Regions from separate parts of the Sus scrofa genome. Here region 2 is linked to region 1. The links are chromatin contacts, called in public HiChIP or PLAC-seq maps. All regions are on one chromosome and are shown on one strand. Each heading gives the region's core, a stretch centred on a gene start, on an enhancer-like site or on the middle of the called end of the contact. The rest is flanking DNA. Distances are from core to core; before and after follow the strand shown. Region 1 overlaps NIN (ninein). Region 2 holds the start of NIN (ninein).

Evidence for each region. HiChIP or PLAC-seq counts read pairs in DNA pulled down with a chosen protein or histone mark.
Region 2: an H3K27ac HiChIP or PLAC-seq map of alveolar macrophages shows a contact between it and region 1. The contact joins the promoter of NIN here to the enhancer-like site in region 1. A contact is called at or near these places in 7 of 47 Hi-C or Micro-C datasets (alveolar macrophages, embryonic fibroblasts, fibroblasts and 2 more) and 2 of 2 datasets of contacts at active chromatin or transcription factors (alveolar macrophages and skeletal muscle).

The regions. Positions count from the first base shown.
Region 1 is chr1:180,551,915-180,558,322 of Sscrofa11.1, forward strand. It overlaps NIN (ninein), which reads right to left. Exons shown (of 34, transcript XR_002346861.1): 6 at 1,666-1,755; 7 at 791-820; 8 at 1-102. Among named protein-coding and RNA genes, the nearest start is that of NIN, 67 kb to the right of the region's middle. Within about 2 kb of position 2,782, at least 5 of the 83 cell types and tissues checked have an H3K27ac peak or open chromatin away from gene starts, as enhancers often do. A contact at or near this core is called in alveolar macrophages and retroperitoneal adipose tissue, where this site is marked.
Region 2 is chr1:180,619,723-180,626,130 of Sscrofa11.1, forward strand. It overlaps NIN (ninein), which reads right to left and starts at 2,253. Exons shown (of 34, transcript XR_002346861.1): 1 at 2,051-2,253; 2 at 592-672.

The DNA of each region.
Region 1 (6,408 bases), core at 1,532-4,031:
CCTCTGCAAACTCCTCCACGGATTCTTGAAACTCGGGTAAGGATCTCCGTCCATAGCGCTTCCCACCTCTAACATATTTGGGTTGAGCTTCTAGAGTGCAGTCTGGGCAAGGAGACAAGAGTTGAGGCCACATCACATTACATGAAAAATCCCCTAACTGACCCTCACAGCCTTCGGACACAGCCTCTTATACCAGCCCCAAAATAAACCGCCACCGCCTGCCAGCTGTGGTAGATGTGGGCATTTGTGGTCCACCAGGTCAGAAACAGAGCACAGCTACTAATTCCAAATGATTTCTAGCATCCCAAGCATTTCAGCAGAAGATGGGAGAATGCAAAGCCAGCAGCGAGGGATGGTGCTCAAAAGTACAGAATTAAGATCAGGAGAAGGCAAGGAGTCAGATTTGTTCTCGTTATTGAAGCTCTGTTTTGCAGAGAGAGGGAACAGGGGAGGGAGAGATCGTACTACCCCAGAGACACACTGGAGGAAGTCTTGGAAATTGTTGATAGAATGCAACTCCTCTCAGCACTATGAAGTGAGTGCTCATCCCAATTAATCTGCAACACACCCCTCCCATCCAACCCTCAGTGACTCCTCTGTTAACCATCCCACTTTCTGATCCTTCAGACAAGCAGGAGGACAGAAAAAAGATGCTGACTCAGTGGATCCTAATCAATTAATGATAGTTCATCATTTATATGAAACTTGGAATCAAGATCTCATTATAAAATTAAAGGCAGTGGAGTAAAAGAGCAAATGTGAAACTGCATTAAGAAAATGGTATATGTACCATGTTCTTTTCTCTTCATGAGCTTCGGAGCTGTACAAAAATAAAAAGGAATGTGCATGAGGGGAGAGTCAGCTCTTGACCTTGAAGAAGGACTTGAGCATTCTCCATAACATGTCTTGGGTTCAGCCTTCACCACTTTCACCACCAGCACCATCACCAGCAGCAGCAGCACCACCACCACCACCACCTTCTCCCCTACCACCACTACATACTAAGTCTTCTCTGCAATGGTAGCTTTAAAGTAATAAAATAAATACTTCACTCATTATAACTGTCAGTTTAGATATATATTTTTTAGCACCTTGCATAGAAATAGAATAAAATATTCCATTAAAATATAAGATTGGCAATGCTTTGATTTCAGTTCTTATCACCTACACAGACAGACATACTGTCTCTCTGAAGAACATAATATGTGTTCTGTTTGAACATGACAGTCTTAACAAGATATATCTGAACTCGGACATAGATTTTTTTTAGATGAGGTCTGTACACATATCATCAAAACAAGGGTAGCTGATTAGATAAGAACTAAAAGAATAAATCCTTCCTTTATCCCCTGTGAAGCCATGTTGGGGGGAGCTATTAGTTTGCAGTCTCTCCCCTGGGAGGATCCCGTGTGACTAATAGCGCCCCAACCCCCACCCCACTGCCCTTCCTCTGAATAAGCTCAGATTTCACAAATGTGGTCATAAACATCCGGAAAATGCTCAGAGTGAAGTATTTATGTTTACTCTATAATTTCCAGAGATATTTATATTCAGCTTTTTCAAAGTCTCAACCAAGTCACTTTATTAGGTCAAGTGATTCTCTTACAGGGAGTGTTCAAGCATACAAAATTTATTATTGAAAGTCGCATGCATATTTGAAGGTACCTTTTATCAGAAGAGAGTGTGTCAGCATGTGAGCATTCAGGAGCGGCCCAGACACCCGAGCTACTTGTTGGCAGCTGACACCCACAGATGCTAGTCAGATAAGAGGCAATGTAGAACCATTCTTAATTTATGACATATTCTTAAATTTTAGTGGCAGACAACAAGATACACTGTTAGTGATGGGGACTTGGAAAAGACTAAAGGGAAAACGTGTAACATCAGAAAATGGAACGTGGGATTTTCCCAGTGTGAGAACACAGCCGGGGCCTGGGGAAGGAAGTGGCAAAGGAACTCTTAAATGCATGCTGTATTTTTTCAGAGGAAAAAAGCCGTGGGACGAAGCAATTGTTTAAAAAACAAAACAAAATAAATCACCCACTGTGATTTAATCTAATACCCACCTGTGGATGAAATGGCTTCCTAGTTATTTACTACTAAATACCCCATGCCATGTAGGGAGCAGTGGTGGATGTGAAACAGCTCCTTTTCTACACAATCAAAAGACAAATAGACTGTGGCACATTAGGGATCCTGTGGGGTTTTGGTTTATTTATATACTTACTTATCTTTGCCTTGTCAAGAACTTAAATTTTAAAATTAACTTTACTTTTTAATTATAAAAAGAAATTTTGAATAAATCAGGAGTTAATATCTTTTGCAAAATGTGCATACATCACACAATTTCTAGAGAAATCTAAGAAAATGTAGAATCTTTTCGGAACAAAGATGTGACCATACACAAAGGAAAAATGGGATATTCAAGTTTTCTCGTATGAAATCTCACAAACCATCCAGATGACCAATAGAGAATTAGACTAGTTGCACCAATTAAAAATAGTTACATTTTGGACTTATACACTCACACATCCTTCTTTTGTTTAGAGTAGCAGCCCCATGGTCCCTTCAAGGTAAGGGGGAGAAGGACGGCAAAAGTAAGGAGGTCCAGAGAGAGAGCATTCCTGGTCAATAGACACTGTTGTGTTAAGTGTTTGAAAACTCCAAAGTTCTCCTTTTTGGCCTCAAGCAGGGCTTTAGAAGTGCACAGCATGGGGGAGTTCCTGCTGTGGTGCTGGGATGGGCGGTCTTAGGAGTACTGGGATGAAAGTTCCATCCCCAGCCCACAGTGGGTTAGGGATCCGGTATTGCTGCAGCTGTGGCTTAGGTTGCAACTGCAGCTCAGATCTGATCCCTGGCCTGGGAATTCCACATATTGCAGAGAGGCCAAAAAAGAAAAAGGAAGTGCACAGCAGCAGTCCACCAGAGGGGAGGTCTCCATGGAGATCCTAAGACACCCTTGCCCACCCAAAGTACAGAATGCCTTATCTTTCCCCTACTGTGCCGAACAAAGACCTGCTGAACCACAGCCCTGGGGCGAAGTTTCTGTACTTTGTGAGTGCTTTCAGATGTAAAACATTTCAGGACTTTATCCTGGCACAATTTTTATCTGTGCCAGATAATGTAGGGTTATTTATTAAAAAATGAAATTATTTACCTATAGCTTCCTTGAATTTAAGTATAAGTAATAGCTCCAATCATGAGCTCCAGAAGGGTCATGAAATGCCAGTGGAAAAAAACTAAATTATAGGGAGTTCTCTGTCTGGTAGCTGAGTAGGTTAAATATCTGGCATTGTTACTGCTGTGGCTCAGGTTCAATCCCTGGCCTAGAAACTTCCACGTGCCATGGATGCAGCCAAAAAAACCCCCCAAAATATAAAGGACGCTGTACTTTCAGTGTTTTATTTTTTTTGAATGTATATTTATGATTCTACCTGGATTGTCAAGCTTCTGAGCCATTTTCCCTTCTTTCCTGCTTTTCATTTTCCCTCTTTGGCGTCACTACATACAATACAAATGAGCTTTGAAGGAAAGCAGACAAGCCCAGCCTGCCGACAGGAGTCTTGGACTCCTGGAGCCCATGGAGAGCTCACTGTGAGATGCACCAAGAAGAGAAACTCCAGAGCTGAGATAATGTTCACTTTCCAGAATCAGGATGAACCACAGAGCGTGGGCATGGCTTTCGACCAGAAGGTCTTGCACTTATAATGAAAGAAAAATTAAAATACAAAGTCAATGAGAATGACCACTCTGAACAGGCCAGCTGCCGGCAGGGAAAACAACAGCTGTCCCCTGCCCCCAGTCTCTCCCAGGACTGACCCAGCCACCTGTGTGATGCATGACCACTTGGCACACTCAGTTCTCCCAATGGCCAAGGGCAAAGCAATAAGGACCCAAGAGGAGGCTGAAATGGTTACCCGAAAGCCTAAACCCATCAATGGTTTTTTTTGTTGTTGTCGTTGTTTTTTGTTTGCTTTTTAAAAAAAAAAAACAAAAGTTTTGGACCTGGGATGCAGGGCCACCCACAGCACATACATGGCAAGTTAAAGGAGCGTTTCAGTGATGTTCTCCATTAATACGTGATTTCATTTAACATACATTTATTGGACACCAGCCATGGGCAAAGCACTATGCTGTACTTGTTGAGGGATAAGATGGATATTGCATCATTTTTTGACTCAAACTCCCCTGTTTCCCAAAATGACATGAGGCTATTTCCAGGATGAAGAAGAAAGCCCTGCCTTTATGGTGCTGATGTTCTTATTTTGGAATCGCTTGTGCAGACCCTAGTTTTCAACTTGCATTCCTGTCCCCCTGAGTTAGCCTGGGAATCATTTCCAGAGATCCCACCCCCTTTCAGAGCACCTTGGCCCACAGGGAAACGTCAGTCTGAAGCCCTCCATGTTGCATGTCCTCTGCTCATGGGATTCCGGAAAACCCTTTGCAGATCAAGTCAAAAATTAAGCATGTGAAACCTCAGGAAAAGCCCCCTGACGAAGCTTCCCTGGGAAGAGGCAGTCACACAGCAGACAAGCACCACCAGCCCCACCGCACACCCACCTCCTTGCCTGCTCTCAATGCACCATTACACAGGGATCACAGTCAGCAGGCAGACCCACACCTGATACTAAATAAAAGGGAAGAAAAGAATCAAATGGGAGAGACAGGGAAAGAGAGAAAGACACAGAGAGACAGAAAGAGATGGAGGAGTTCCCGTTTGGCTCAGCAGTAATGAACCCGACTGGTATCCATGAGGATGGGGGTTCGATCCCTGGCCTCGATCAGTGGGTTAAGGATCCAGCATTGCCATGAGCTGTGGTGTAGGTTACAGATGTGGCTCGGATCTGGTGGTGTAGCTCTGATTCGACCCCTAGCCTGGGAACTTTCACATGCTGCATAAAAAAAGGGTGGGGAGAGGGAAGGAAGAAGGAAGGGAAGAGGAAGGAAAGAAGTAAAAAAGAGATGGAGACCTACTGAGAGAGGAGGGGTGAGGACAGAAGGTGGCAGAGAGCTAGAGGCCTGGTTGGCGGGGGGAGGGGGCGGGAGGAACAGATGGGTTGGGGACCAAGAGGTAGGGAAGAATGGAGGAAAGGGCCAAGGAAGAGAGGAGAGGAGGGTAAAGGTGAGTTGGAGAGATGGAAAGGAGAACAGGTGAGGAGAGAGATGTCCCAAGGAGGGGGCAGAAGAGGAGAAGCCAAGAGAGAATGAACAACATAAAAGTGACACTTGAAAGTTTCAGACTTTACAGGCCATTCCTTCCACCTCTCAGCACACTCCTGCCTCCATGGGAGACCATCAGCAGGCAGGGTTCTCACTGCACACTCTTGTGGGCGTACAGCCCTTTCCAAGGCAGCTGCTTCCCAGTCACCAGCACCCTGTTCCCCAAACATGCCTCCCTTCCAGAATTTTCACCTAAGTTGCAGGTGTCAACAGGAGCTTTGGGTCCTCCCTGGATGCAATGACGGAATTCTGGGAGCAGTCTCCACATGAGTTCTTATCCATCAGACTCATGCTTCCTGCTGGAACACAGGGCCTTCTGGGCACAAGGTTATAGGGTGGCTCTGGTTAGCCTTGCTGAGAGGGGCTCTTGGAGGGGAAGGTTAGCACCCACAAGGGTGCTCAGGACAGAGGACATGTGTGGCCTGGCAACTCCCAGGCTGACCAGTGTGACTAGAGGGTCTCTCTAAGCCCTTAAGCAGGTTGGAAATCCATCACCAGGAGACACTCTTCCAGCTGATGGTGATGTGACTGCTCCCCAGCCCTCTCAGGGGAGGATCAGCCTGCCATTCCCTGTTAGAAGGCCCTGCATCTTGAGCCATTTGGGGGAAGAAGGTAAAAATTCACTTATCACCAAAACAGATCCTCCTCACTCTTCAAGGTGCAACTCAAAACTCATTTCTTTGGAGTAACTGCTTGGAACAACTTTCATGGAAACTTTTTTTCTATTAATTCAGTGCAACTTGTAGGGCTGATAGCTCCTGATTTAATCATGATCATGGTCATATTTTTCTATAAGTGTTTTACATGTTAAAATCACCTACACAGCTGGTCTGAATGGTTTCCAGGGCAGCAGCGCTTCATAAAAAGAGCCTGTGGGCTGTGGACTCAAACAGACCAGGACCCTCAGTCCTTACCAAGATGAGAAGCGCCCATGAAGCTCGGTCTCTTCATCTGGATGAAGGAAAAACAACAGGAGCTCCGTGGGGCCAGGTCGCTATTCTGTCAGGTAGCTCCTGTCCTGGAAGCTCCAGCTGCCCCCTACTGGGTCCTTCCACCCAGACTCAGTGCCAATGGTGCAGAGTCAGGGACAGCCTCACAGTTCCAGGCTCCCTGACCCCATCTGTTGTGATGGATGAGGTTACTGGCAAAGGCAGTGATGCTACCCAGCCCTTCATCTCAGAAAATGAA
Region 2 (6,408 bases), core at 1,003-3,502, 67 kb after region 1:
GGGGAGGACTCTGGAGCCAGACTGCCTCAGCTCAAATCCTGGCTCCTCCACTGGCCACTACATGGCCTTTGAAAATGCCCTCCACCCTTCTGAGCCTCAGGGATGTCAACTTTAAAATGGGGCCACAAGAGCACTTGCCCAGCAGGGTTGTGAGAACCAGGTGATACATGGAAAAGCTCAGCAGAAGAAAGACCTTGTTATTATTTCATGTTTCCTTTGCAGGGAATGGCCTTTCTCCTGTTCTCAGCTCCACCAACTAGTCCTTGAAGACTCAGCTCAGGCATCTCCTCTTCCAGGAACCTTCTGCCACCTGCACTGGGTGGGGCTGGGCTCTGGGTTCAATGGCACGCCCACCTGTTCATGTCCCCCAAACTCACTACCTAGCTGGGTCCTGCTCCAGGAGGTGGTCCTTCCTTCCTTCTAACCAGGAACTGTCTAGATCCAGGCCCAGGGCCAGCGTTCAGCAAATTTTGGAGGTTGACGGATTAAAGAGAGAATACAGATCAAAGGACAAAGTGTTAAAATAGAGGAGCCAGCACTCTTTCCCTCTCCTGACAATTTGCTTTTCAAAGTATCGCATAATACACTTACTTATCTTACTGTTTTTCTGAGTGGTCCTGTCTGTGTTGAGCCCTTTCCTGGCCAATTCTTGGGCCTGATAGCATCGAGTTTCTGAAAAGAGAAAGGGAAAAAAGAAGTGTGGGTGTGGGTGTGTGGAGGGGCAGGATGCTGGGCGGAGGAAGGAAGCCCTCAGCCTGCTCTCAGGAAACGGGTATCAAGAGACACCAGGGCTGTTTAACACTCTGAACAAAGGGATCTTCAACAGTAGGAGCAAGGACAGAAGAGAAAACCCTGCTGTGTGGGGTCCTGGCTCAAGGCATGGCCAACATGCCAGTGGCCCTGACTATAGTTAGAGCTGTCCTCATTCCTCTCTTTTTAAACATTACAAAACAATTCATCTCCTGGGAAAAGATTAAACAAAACCGAGCGGTAGAAAGTAAAAAAGCAAAGCAGCATCAACTGACCCAGTCCTACTCCCCACAGGTAACCTCTGCTTTGGTGCAGATGTCAAAATACACACAGGGACCTACAGGCATATCTCATAGGGCTGCAACCACACTCAGAAAAGCACAATCATAAAATAAGTCTAGATTTCTCCAGAGAAACACTAGATAGAAATACTGCAATAAACACACTGTTTAAAAAATAATAATAATTATGGAAAAAGAAACTATTTCAAATAGAACACATCCAAGGAACGGTGGGAGCAGAGGGGAGGGCAGGCTTTGGAGTCTGGGCTCCACTCTTCAGGTTGGCTTCTCAGCAGGTGAGTGCCCAGTGAAAATGAGACTGCCTTTCCTGAGCCAGGATCCTTCGGTTTAGAAATGCTCAGACAGGGAGTTCTTGTTGTGGCTCAGTGAGTTAACCCAACTAGTATCCATGAGGATACAGACTGGATCCCTGGCCTCACTCAATAGGATCCAGTGTTGCTGTGAGCTGTGGTGTTGCCAGGCAGCTGTAGCTCTGATTCGACTCCTAGCCTGGGAACTTCCATACACCACAGGTGTGCCCCTAAGAAAAAAAAAAAAGAAAGAAAGAAAAAAGAAATGCTCGGATTGGAGGTCTGTGAAGGGAGGATGAAGGACAGAGGGACAGAGGGCTGGCTGCGGCAGGGGAGGACTCTAAGCCCCTGGCAACCTCCCCAATCCCCTCTCTTTAAAGCTACTATTACTCTTATAACTTGTAACGGCCAAAGGCAGAGGGAGGCAGAGCACCTGTAGGCTTGGGCTTTGGAAAGCAGAAGAAACAGCTGCGCATCGACGGGCAAGCCCAGGAGCAGGAGGGCAGCCCCGGCTGAGCCTGAAAATAATACCCAGCCACACAGCTTGACAAAGGCCTCCGGTCGTGCGGAGCGGGAGGGTCTGGCCCAGTGGCTCCTTGCCAGGCAGTTCTGGGGCCACGTGGGGAAGAGCCCAGACCCTCCCTGCCTCCCTCCTCCAGATCCTACACCACCTTCGGGAGGACCAGCCTGCCCTCAGTGAACACCCACCGCAGCAATCACCAGCTTTGCTTCTAGGCCTGTCTCACTGCCGTCTCATTTCCGGGTGTGAAGATGGATTGGCTGTGTACCTCTGTTTACAGCATCTCTTCCTGCAGTGAAAGCGAACCCCCTACGGGTCTGCGGGTCTGAGGGTCTGCGGAGTTCTTCAGTTTTCAGATGGGCGGGAATGAAATGAATAGTCTCTGGAGAGGAAGAGGAAGAGGAAGTGCCGCTGTGTCCTCCCCCCACCGCTCCTCCGCCCCCATTTAAAAAGAGAGCCCCAGGCACTGGCTTGCTACTCTTAACAATGTTGTCAGCTCCGAGTTAGAGTGGGCTCCCCACAAAAGTGGTGCTAGCTGCCCGGGTTTGCTTCCTTTGTCCCTGGTGCTGGGATATCTTGCCCTGCCCCGGGCTTCAACTTGGATTGGTCAGGAAAAAGTGTCTCAGCTTTAAAATGATCAAACTCCTGGAGCTCCCGTTGTGGCTCAGCCTTAACCAAGCCGACTAGTATCCACGAAGACGAAGGTTCAATCCCTGGCCTCGCTCAGTTGGGTTAAGAATCCTACGTTGCAGTGAGCTCTGGTGTAGGTCACAGACACGGCTGGGATCCAGCTTTGCTGGGGCTGTGGTGTAGGCCGACAGCTGCAGCTCAGATAGACCCCTAGCCTGGGAACTTCCTTATGGCACAGGTGGGACCCTAGAAAGATAGACAGATAGACAGACAGATAGATAGATAGATAAATAAATAAGATTTAAATAGATTGAAAAAATAATTGTCAATAGAAAAAAACATTTAGGAAGTAAGGATATTAAGCACTCATGGAGAGCAGAAAACATGCCAGAACAGTAAATTCTTCTAAAATTTAATTTTAGAGTTGAAGAAATGTTTCTCTTTGGTTTAAATGATTTTAAATAGAGCTTGGCCAGCATCTCAATGTCTAGAGTCAAGCTTTCTGCTTCAAAAGTGTCACCATTCTTCTATCTCCTGGTCAGCTCACTGCTGCCCCCGTGTGTCTCATCTAAACATCACAACACAGTTTTCTGTTTGGCAAATAAAAGTGTAGAAAACCTCTACCAGTCTGTTGGCTCCCGTGGCAATAAACAGTATAGAATTAAAGCAATGTTCTGGCTTATTAGTGAGAGCTATGAAACCCAGGTGAATGTTCAACAAGTCTTTTACTTTGGAAAACATCATTATACGGTCCTTTCTCTTTCTCTCTCTTGTTTTTTTCAATTCATTGTCTCCTTCCTGAAAGGATAAATTTAATCCCTAGAGGAAGTGGTAATGAGCATAGTGATGTAAGTCCTATTAATGATACCCCTTCAAGAGAAACCACATGATTTATTCATCGATGTGCATTAGATTTTATTTTATAGCTTTGATTAAAAAGCTTATGTTCAGGATGATTGAAAGTTTGCATAGTCTCTGATGTGAGATAATTTCTTTCTTTTTCTTGCTTTTTTTTTTTCCTTTTTTTTTTTTTTTTTTTACTTTTTAGGGCTGCACCTGCGGCAGATGGAGGTTCCCAGGATAGGGGTCAAATTGGAGCTACAGATACCGGCCTACACCACAGCCACAGTAACATCAGATCCTTAACCCACTGAGCAAGGCCAGGGATCCAATCCACAGCCTCATAGTTCCTAGTTGGATTTGTTTCTGCTGAGCCATGATGGGAACTCCAAGATAATTTCTGAGGTGTGGCTCAAACACACACACTTTCCTGTGCTCACCTTATACCTTTGTCTCCAGTGGGGAGATTAGATCCCCATTTTGATATGAACTAGACCAACTCTGTGGGTTTGTATTAAGCACCAACTCTTCCTGTTTCTTGCTCATCCATGTAGTTTATCTGAATTGCTTCTTGCTCTACAGAAACTGAGACCACATAGAATATCATGTTTTCCTGGATGGAATTTGGAAAACACCTTCCATTTTGAATAGATCAAGATGCTGATCCCTTATGCACAAAGGTTGCAGCAGTCTCCTCTTCCACATGGCCTGCCTGGAGTTGATGGCTACTTGCTCCCCATACTCATCCTGGAATCTCCCTATACTGCAATGGCAGCTTTGAATTCACTTCCCACAGCCACCTGCTAAAGTAACCTTCAGTGCTTCCTGAGTGCTTACTGACTGCTCATTGTTTAATCCAGGAGAGGGAGAGGGCTCAAGTTTCACCTCCTCAAGGCAATCAAACAATTTTGGTTAAATTCAGTGCCCACATGGACCTATTGGGTATCTTAGACCCACACCCCATACTTATTCCCAAAGGAGAGTTGTGAAGAGCATGGTGTGAATTGGCAGCCAGCATTACTAAAGAAGACCTCTTGGTGGAACATTTGTCATGTTTTCTAATTCCTTCAGTCACTGATCTGAGCCTCCTGGGAACTAAGGTCAAGACCAGCTTTACCTCCCTGGAGGGGAAGGCAGAAACTATGGGAAACAAACTCAGATACAAGTCCAGCATTTCTGGCTGTTTAAAATGCTCTGACCAAAGTCTTCCCTGTATCTCTGTGGTATCCAGTTTTGGCACATCTGTGGATATTTAATTCTAAGAGACGATGCCAGGCAACATCTGCAAAGGCAGCTGAAAACCTGGGCATCAGGGACTCCAGAATCTCTATAGAAGGAGTTTGGGGGTAACTATCTGATTGAATGTGGGTGCTGGAGGGAATGTGCTGAGGTTGCACTGGCATTTAAGCACACTGTTTTCATTGTGTCTTTACTGGAGGTAGCTCTGAGGGCTATTGGTAGAGCTGCCTATTGGTCAGTCTTCCAGTTCTTCAAATAATAGAATCTTTCTAGGTATAGAGACCTGGTGTGAAGTGTTCACCTTAATCAGTCTAGGTTGAAATCTCTTCAACAGAGCAGGAGATCTGTTTAACAATTTTAGATGTTTTAGAGTTGGGGTGGGGAACCAATGCCACTGAGACTTGAGGCTCAGCAGTTCAGCCTGGAGGGGTCCATTTCCCCAAGTGCCAGCAGAAGAGAAGCAACAGAAGACCTGGAGCTCGTGTGGACTTGTAGATTTGTGCCCTTGCCTCTGCCACTGACCACTGCTGTGTCCACCCTCCCTGTCACTGTCCAGCTGGGACCATGCTGCTTCGTTTGTGTATGAGTGTTGGGGGTAGGTTAGGGCTTAGTGGGAGTTATTTAAAGCTACAGGATAAATATGGCATGTCTTCTTGGATTGCTGATTTTACTTAAAGGTAGGGGGAAATGTACAGATCTACAAGAGAAATCATGATATAGAGTGTGAATTACTTGGGATTGAGTTCATCTGGAAGTAACAGAAAAATCCAAATTATTGGTGGCCTAAAAAAAATGGACATTTCTTTTTTCCTCATATTCAGGAGTCTGACAGTCAGTTCAGGCTGGGTAAGGCCTCTTGGAGGGAGGGACACAGGCTCTCTGCTTGCTGTTTGGCCTTGAGTAGCTTCCATCCTCAAAGACAATTCATGGTCCAAGATAACAGCTGGAGAAGCACCCTTTAAATTTGTATTCCAGAGAATAGGAAAGAGGAAAGTACATCCTTCAGTGACACTTCTAGGAAGTCACATCTATGACTCCCTTTATGTCACATGGCCACAACTATCTGCAGGGGAGATTTGGAAAAGTGGTCTTTTTTTTTAAAATTGAAATAGAGTTGATTTACAACATTGTGTTAATTTCTGCCGTACGGCAAAGCGATTGAGATACACACACATATTTTTGTATATCTTTTCCATTATGGTTTATCACACACAGGCTATTAAATCTAGTTCCTTGTGCTACATGGTAGGACCTTATCCATTCTATATATAATACTTGCATCTGCTAATTATGAACTCTCAGTCCCTCCCTCCCCCAACTCCCCCCCTCCCTGACCCCCCAGCAACCACAGATCTGTTCTCTATGTCTGTGAGTCCGTTTCTGTTTCATAAATTCAGTTTTGTCATATTTTAGATTGTACATATAAATGATGTCATATGATACTTGTCTTTCTCTTTCTGACTTACAGAATTAGTTTGGTAATCTCTAGGTCCATCCACATTGCTGCAAATGGTATTATTTCATTCTTTTTTATGGCTGAAGAGTATTTTCTTGTTTATGTGTACTGCATCATCTTTATCCAGGAGAAGTGGTCTTTACTGAAGACAGATGTATGCCATCTGAAATTTGTCTGCTTTCACAGACACCTTTAGCTGTGAAAGCAGGAAAATCAAGATTGGGAGTCATTTTAAACAAACTCTCAGGTACTGCTGATGCTGTTAGTCATGTACCACATCTTGAGAGGCAAGAGACATAAACCTGTGTAAGTGAGCCCTTGCCTACTTCTCCCACCTTGCCTCCTATCCCATCCCATTGTCCCTGGCTTCTTGCTGGGTCT